Regions from separate parts of the Muntiacus reevesi genome. Here region 1 is linked to region 2. The links are chromatin contacts, called in public Hi-C maps. All regions are on one chromosome and are shown on one strand. The core of a region is the stretch at or near the end of the contact, and the rest is flanking DNA. Distances in the headings are between cores, read along the strand shown.

Region 1 (3,830 bases), core at 672-3,171, 160 kb before region 2:
AGAGACACAGATGTACAGAACAGACTTTTGGACTCTGTGGGAGAAAGCGAGGGTGGGATGTTTCGAGAGAACAGCATCAAAAGATGTATATTATCTATGGTGAAACAGATCACCAGCCCAGGTTGGATGCATGAGACAAGTACTCGGGCCTGGTGCACTGGGAAGACCCAGAGGGATCGGGTAGAGAGGGAGGTGGGAGGGGGGATCGGGATGGGGAATACATGTAAATCCATGGCTGATTCATGTCAATGTATGACAAAAACCACTACAATATTGTAAAGTAATTAGCCTCCAACTAATAAAAATAAATGGAAAAAAAAAGGACGACACAGGGTCTGAACAAGAGTCCCTGTGACAGCAGCCACCCCTACCACAGACCGTGTCCCCTGGGGAAACCAGCTGGGCTCTGATCCCCAGGCGGGGCGTGCTGGGCACAAGATGTCAAGGCTGAGTGAAGAAAACCCACCTGTGGTTCAGCACACGGAAGGCGAGGAATCCCCACGTTGAGTCCGGACTGTCAGGAGCCCTCCCCTTGCCCACCAGGCTTCCTCTCTGGGCAGCACAAGAGCAGAAAGGTTCGGGAGAGTCACTGGAAACTCACGCCCTGGGAGGGGAGGCTTGCCTCTTCCTTAAAGGCATCAGGAATGGACCTGTCACAGAAGAAAAGGCTGCGGGCAGCTCGCTGACAACACAGCCTGCCCCGATAACACTGCCGACACCAGGCCTGAGCTGACCCACTCTCACCTCTGACCTTCCTAAGCAAAGTTCATACTCACTGGGCACTTAGTACTGTACACATCAGAGACGGTTCCAGGCACAGAACCGTCTTATTTCATTCTAGCCTCACAATCCAGTGGAGTACGATTTATTATCTTCATTTTACAGATGAGAAAACTGAAGCACAGTGAAGTCAGTCTCTTATCTAAGGTGACACGGTACAAAGTCACAGAGTCTGGATGAAAGCTGGCAGCCGAGGCTAGGCTCTTCAAGTAGGGCAGGGACAGTGAACCTCTGTGGGTTGTAAGGCGTCTCACTGTGTCATTTTGAGATCAATCAAGACTGCTCCCGAAGTGACAAGGGTTAAATCTGGATGGTGGGTCTGTAGAGTTCTATTTATTTCTGTTTAAAATCTCTCCCTAATAGAACTTTAAAATGTAACTCAAAATCCCAAAGTCGGGCCACACCCGAGCCATGCACATCCGTAACTGCTGTGGTCAATGCAGGTTTCCAGAACCTTTGAGAAACTTGCCCAGTGGACCTCAGACAACCTCTTCCTCCAAGGCCTGAATCCAGGGGCGACTGGCCAAAAACACACCCAAGATCGCTGCCAAAGTGTCCCGTTCCACCCCCAGCCCATCCCGGGCACATGCTGCCCACGGCAAACCACCCACCAAAACTCCTGGCGGCGGGCTGGTCCTCATCCCAGCACCTGGGAAACATCAGGGCCCAATGTCAACTTACTCAACCCTCTGGCCCCCAGGGACTTGGGGGTAAGAGCGACCCCCGCCCGCCCCCCCCCCCCCCCCCCATCATCATCGCTCTTTCGGTCAAGGTCTAACGTGTCCTCACCCACAGGAGCCTCGGGACGTGGCTGGATTCCGGCATCCGCCACCACTGGGAATCGCGGCTGAGCTTCGCCCACGTCCATCGGAGATGCGCGCTCACATCCCAAATATGACATCCGGGAGGGCACGGCCTGAACCGCGACAGCGCGTCCCGCCGCCGCCTCCTCTCCCCGGCACCCGCACAGTCCCCAGCCTCAGGCCCAGCCAACAGCCCAGACTTTCAGGACCTACCTTTCCGCGCAGGGAAGGGCACGGCTGCGGCTTAGAGCCCCACGGGCGCCACACTCACCAGCGAGGAACAAGGGGTCACTACAGCCACCAGCTGGGCCAGGACGCCAGGACTACACTACCCAGAATCCTCGGTCCAGCACCAGGACTACACTACCCAGAATCCTCGGCCCAGCGCCGGGACTACACCTCCCAGGATGGTCGGCGCGCCCAGAGGCCTTTGAGGGAACTGTTTCTCGGTAACTTGCCCGCGGGAGAATGGCTGCTGTGGCGCCTAGATTTCCGCCCCCGCCCCCTTTTACAGAGGACCCCGGGTGAAACGTCTCTCCTTCCCGTGACCCCTTCGCTAACGCCTCCGCCTTAAAGACTACACTCCCCAGTGACCCTAGCAGTGACTCCTGCCTCCGGTGCCGGGCCCACCCCTCGGCTGGCGGAAGTGATGTGCCCGGGTAATCTCCGTTTAGTTTCTGGGGTGCGCAGCGGAGGGGACAACGGTTTCCGGGCCACGCTTGCTTGCGGGGAAAGCGAGGCTGTGTCGCGTCAGGTGGGGAGGGGTCCGTGAGCTGCGCAGGCGTGATGTCGATCAGCTTCTTTTAATTCACTTAAACCCACGGTGGGGACTGAGACTGGGAAGGCGAGGCATCTTCCCGCGATCCTACTGTCAAAAGAGGCAGCCCCGGGTTCCGAGCCCATGTCCCCAACTAGCGCACCCTCACCGCCCTCCCTAGATCCTGTCCCTCTGTCGCAGTCCGCGCGTTTATGGGCAATCTCATCCATCTTCTGAGGGACAGGAGCCTCACCGTTAGACCATAGCTTAGGGCTCAGCCCCTTGTAGTGTCCACGGAAAAAGCAAAATATCAAGAGTGACAACCTAAAAGTTGAGAATTATGTTTTCTTTGGTGGCCTTATACCTAGAAGACAGCCTTGCAGCTCTGAGGAACTGTTTCAAAGAGTTATGGGAGAAGCCAGGATATGTAGGAGTTTTTGCTGAAAAGAAAACAGGGTGGTTGAACATCAAAAGGTTACTGCTGATCACAAAGGAACAGACATCTTAGCTTAATGAATTTAGAACTTTTCTACTATGGGAAGATGAAAGAATCTGGGCTCTCTTAAATCATTCCTTTGAGATGCATCTTAAGTATCTAGGGCCAGCATACTGTTTTTCTCCATCCTTAGTTTCCCTACATGTGCCCGGAAAGCCAAGGAGAGACTAGCATTTCCTAAAATTCATTCTCAGCTCCCGGACGGTGAATCTGTTCCCTTCTCTTGCCCGGAAGCTGCCTCGTTCACAGTGAATTCAGTTCAGCCCCTGCCCTGAGGAAAGTCCCTAGTCTGACTTGGACACTCTCCACATCCCTTTCTGCTCTACACTAGGACTAGTAGTTCACCAAGAAATTAGAATCCACTAAAAAAAAAAAAAAAAAAAAAAAAAGGCACAACCTAAAAACTGAGAATTCTATTTTATTAGGCAGGTTTTCAGAGGACTTGAAGCCTAGGAAGCAGCCTCTCAGTTAGCTCTGAAGGACTGCTTTGAAGGGCAGGGGAGCCAGGATATATTGGAGTTTTATAAAACATAATCAGAACATCAAAAAATTACTATTAATTAAAACCAGACATCAAGTTAATGAATTTATTGCTTTTCTATGAAGGAGAGATGCCAAAGTCTGGGTACACTGAAAGCATTCTTTTGACAAGCACCTTAGCTATCTAGGGCCAGCATCCTGTTCTTTCCCATCCTAGTCCCCTGAAGTACACGGGGATGGGGCTGATGGCTTGAGATTGAGTTCAGGGCTCACCGTGGGGTGGGGGGGCCTGTAATGTGATGGCTTAATGGCCCAAAACATCCTTTGTGTAACCATTCTTAGTCCTCACCAGCAATGAACAAAGAAAGTCAAGAATGTCACCCACCAAATCAGTAAACAAAGGATGCTGTGGCTACTACAGTCACCCCCAACTATGCACCCTGAGGGGATTCAAGATAGAGACAAAAAAGAGTGCTGGTCCTAGATAGTTGAAAATGAAAGTTGTTCTGTTGTG
Region 2 (3,878 bases), core at 127-2,626:
ATCAGTCAATCTCTTGTCTTGTCCTGCAGCTGAGCTTGGAATTGGTACTATTTGTACAAAACTACTTCTGAAGGACCAGCATTTGTTAAATGTGAAATAGTAGACAGCATAGCACAAGGTGTCCCTAACATTCACTATGGTGCCAACTGCTGCCTGTGAAGGGAGCTCTGTGCGATACAAAGAAACACAGGACAGGACGCTAGAGGAGCCTGGTGGTCACACTTAGCAGTTTAACCACTAATCCCTAAACATCAGATTTCTAAAAAAACATTTTTATTGGAGCATAGCTGATTTACAATGTTATATCAGTTTCAGGTGTAGAGCAGTGAGTCAGTTATACATACACATATATCCCCTCTCTTTAAGATTCTTATCCCATATGGGCCATTGCAGAGTATCGAGCAGTTTTCCGTGCTTTACAGCAGGTCCTTGTTTGCCTCTGTGCTGTGGTGTCCGACTCTTTGCGACCCCATCCATGGACTCTCCAGGCAAGAATACTGGAGTGGGTTGCCATTTCCTTCTTCAGAAGTACTGGGGTATGTGTCACAACCCTTTCCAATTGTGGTGCTGAAGAAGACTCTTGAGTCCCCTGGACAGCCAAGAGATCAAACCCAGTCAATCCTAAAGGAAATCAACCTTGAATAGTTACTGGAAGAGCTGCTGCTGAAGTTCCAATAGTTTGGCCACCTGATGTGAAGAGCGGTCTTTCCAATTAGACCCTGATGAGGAGAAAGACGGAAGGCAAAGGAAGAAGGGGGCAACAGAAGATAAGCCGGTGAGATAGCATCACCGTCTGAGCCACCAGGGAAGCTCACGTCACGAACTTGATAGGCACGGATTTGATAAAACGCCAGAAGACGGTGGAGGCCAGAGGAGCCTGGCGTGCTGCAGTCCACCGGCTGGGCTGCAGTCCATGGGTCGCAAAGAGTCGTGCACGACTGAACAAGAGCAACAATATGTCACTCCCAAATCTCCCATTTATTCCTCCCCCCTTCTCCCCAGGTAACCATAAGATTGAAAACCAGACTCTGAAAAGTAGCATAGAGGGAGAGCTCTCATCTAACCCCTCACATCCGCTACAGCGGGCGCCGCTAGGATCCACTCAAGACTGGGCACTCGCGCTCCCGACCGGTCTGAACCGCCAGGGGCGGTCAGTAGTGCCCCGCCGCCCTGTACGCGCTTCGGCGGAGCCCCACAGGACCAGGCCGGCGGCGGCCCCTCGCGCGAGAATCATGGTAGGGAACAGCCGGCAGGTAGGTACCTCAGAAACCGGTGCCCTCCGCTAGCTTCAGCGCGCGAAAGACCCCGCGGGCCGGTTCTTTCGTCCGTCCCGCGCTTTGCCCTCAGGCTAGGCCCCGCCCAGGCACGGCGGCCCCAGCAAGCATTGCGGCGCTCATGCCCCGCCCCTATCCCTGGTCCCCCAGATCAGTCCATTCTCCGGCGCTCAGTGGGGAAACCCTCCCTCCGCCGGGAGGGCGGGCGCCTCCAAATCGCGCCGTTTCTTTCTCGCGATATCTCGTTGACGTCAGAGCTTGTCGCCATATTGGGCTCTGGCTGAGTAATAAATTCCCCCGGCACAGGCGCGCGCGCTCTTTCTTGAGACGCGCCTCGGTATCAGAGTGTTTGGCTTCCGCGTCCCCAGGGCGGCCCTGCGGTTGGCGGCTTCCGCGTGGCCCGGAGCGAGGGTAGGCCCCCGCGTCGCTTCTTTGCCCGGCTCCAAGATGGACGGCAGCGGGGACGGGGGAGGCCGCCCTGGGGGAGCACGTGGGGGCGCCGCTCGCCTTTCCCGGGGCTGCTGGGACGGTGGCGGAATCTCGAGGCCTCCCGCAGCCGTCGGGCAGGGAGGCTGGCGGAGGCGGGGCCGCGGCCGCCCCTTCCCCTGAGAGGCGCCCCGGCGGCGGCGGCGGCCCAGCCTCTTCTCTCCTCGCACAGCCAGGCGGCCCCGCTCGAGACCCGCGTCGCCATGGCCGCGGTTCCCGAGGTGTTGCAGCAGCAGGAGGAGGACCGCAGCAAGGTGAGGCCCTGGCCTCGCTCGGGCTCCGAGCTGGGAGGCCCCGCCGGCCCTCTGGGCCCCACGCTCCTTCCCCGGGCCCCTAGGGGACCCCGCTGCCCTCCCTCCGCGCGGTCTGGGGCGCTCCCGCGGGACCCGGGCCGGGGGAGCACGCTGCGCCTTTGTGGTACACGGTTCTCCCACGGGGAGCCCGGCGGCGCACGTGAGACCCACTTTGCATGGTGCGACGGAGCTCCGAACCGCCCCCACCCCTCCAGAAATTCTGGGGAGATTCCGCCCAGGCCGAAGTCGGACCCGTGTCGCCTGCAACTTCACTAAGCGCTCAGTGCGCCGCTGTGGGACTTGTGTCATTGTATGAGGTTATCAAATAGCTGAAGTTTTCGCCCTTTAGACGTGTGTGGACGTTAAATTATCCTTCCCTGCCACCCGAATCTTTAGATCTAAAAGGTAACCAGTGCAATAAATGCGTGTCACCGTAGCCGATTAAAGATAGAATTAGGTCTCCGCTTTTATCGGTCCTGTCTCCAAAGCAACTTGCTTTGGAGAATACAGGGGTTGGTGTGAGCCACCGCGGTTTGTGCAGAACCGTCAACAGAAAAGTTTTTCTAATTGAAAATTGAAAAATGGTAATCTAGAAACTCGAGGTGCTCTCAGATTTTGTCTGGAAGGCATCGCTTTAGAAACCAAAGCACGTTTTTTGGTCCACAGGTCTTTGGAGAGAGACCTTTTCATCTAGTAGGTGGCGAACCTCCGTAGGGCTGCTGGGTTAGTTACTGAAAGTGTGAGGAGAGTGTTTTCGTTGGGGGGGGGGGGGGGGAGGTTTCTTTCTTTCAAAGCTGAAAGAAATTTTCTTTTTTCTCCCTAAAGCCGGAAGTGGGAACTTGAGAAGACTTTTGCTGGAAGATTCCAAAAGTAGTTTTCTCTCTAGAAAGAGATGGACTCATAGAAATTTTGATATCCCCCACCTTGCATCTCCTTTCTCGATCCAGAATTAGTTTTACACTGCTGTTTAAAACTTCACTCGACCTTTCTGTTTCTTAGTATTGTATAGCCCTGCTTGGTTTTAAGTACCTTTACCACCCTCCAGCACGACAGGATTGTGAAGGCTACTTCCTTCTGGTTTTAGTGACTACAGGAAAGGAATTATTTCCCCAGTTTTCTTTTAATTGCAGAAGTAAGGAAATAGGAAACTTAAATGTTACTCTTAACACGTAGCTTCATTTTTCTTTCTCATCTCTGATATTGGTCCTGTGATGTGGATTAAAATGGTTTTTTGAAGTGAAAGTTCAGGCTTGTTCGACTCTTTGACTCCATGGACTGTATAGTTCAAGGAATTCTCCAGGCCAGAATACTGGAGTGGATAGCCTTTACATTCTCCAGGGGCCCTTCCCAACCCAGGGATTGAACCCAGGTCTCCGTTGCAGGCAGATTCTTTATCAACTGAGCTCTTGAGGTTTTAAAGAAACCAACATTAAGATGGTTTTTAATGTTCATCAAAAAAGGGAGTTCCAAATGGGACAAGAGTGAAATAGGAGGACAGATCTTGGGCAGACAGTTATATTGCTGTAATACAGCTTTATTAGTTAGCTGAAAAGCTTTGCTTTTTTGCTGAAAATATTAGAAGTTCAGACTTGCCGATTGTCTGCTTAGGGATTTCCATGAGAGATAGGGATTCTTCGAGGTTGGCCCACTGATAAGGCAGGGAGCATAGTTGATCTCGAGGATTTTTAATCCATCTATGCAACTTTTTGGCTTGCAAGACAGGAGAATTGGCCTGTATCCAGTAGCCTGGTGCTTCCATTTAGTGGTATCCTTTTGAGCTGACGGTGTTGATTTGTCCCCGTCCCCAGAAAGCAGTTGCATGATT

Evidence for each region. Hi-C and Micro-C count contacts between places; a contact is called where the count stands out from the background.
Region 1: a contact with region 2 is called in a Hi-C map of blood, with 5 times the contacts expected there. The contact joins the promoter of ZNF133 here to the promoter of MGME1 in region 2. A contact is called at or near these places in 2 of 3 Hi-C or Micro-C datasets (blood and muscle).

The regions. Positions count from the first base shown.
Region 1 is chr2:37,387,921-37,391,750 of mMunRee1.1, reverse strand. ZNF133 (zinc finger protein 133) reads right to left here and starts at 1,921. Exons shown (of 5, transcript XM_065921280.1): 1 at 1,797-1,921; 2 at 467-650.
Region 2 is chr2:37,229,189-37,233,066 of mMunRee1.1, reverse strand. It overlaps MGME1 (mitochondrial genome maintenance exonuclease 1), which reads right to left and starts at 1,376. Exons shown (of 5, transcript XM_065921273.1): 1 at 1,262-1,376. SNX5 (sorting nexin 5) reads left to right here and starts at 1,541. Exons shown (of 14, transcript XM_065921272.1): 1 at 1,541-1,685; 2 at 1,933-2,014. The coding sequence starts at 1,964.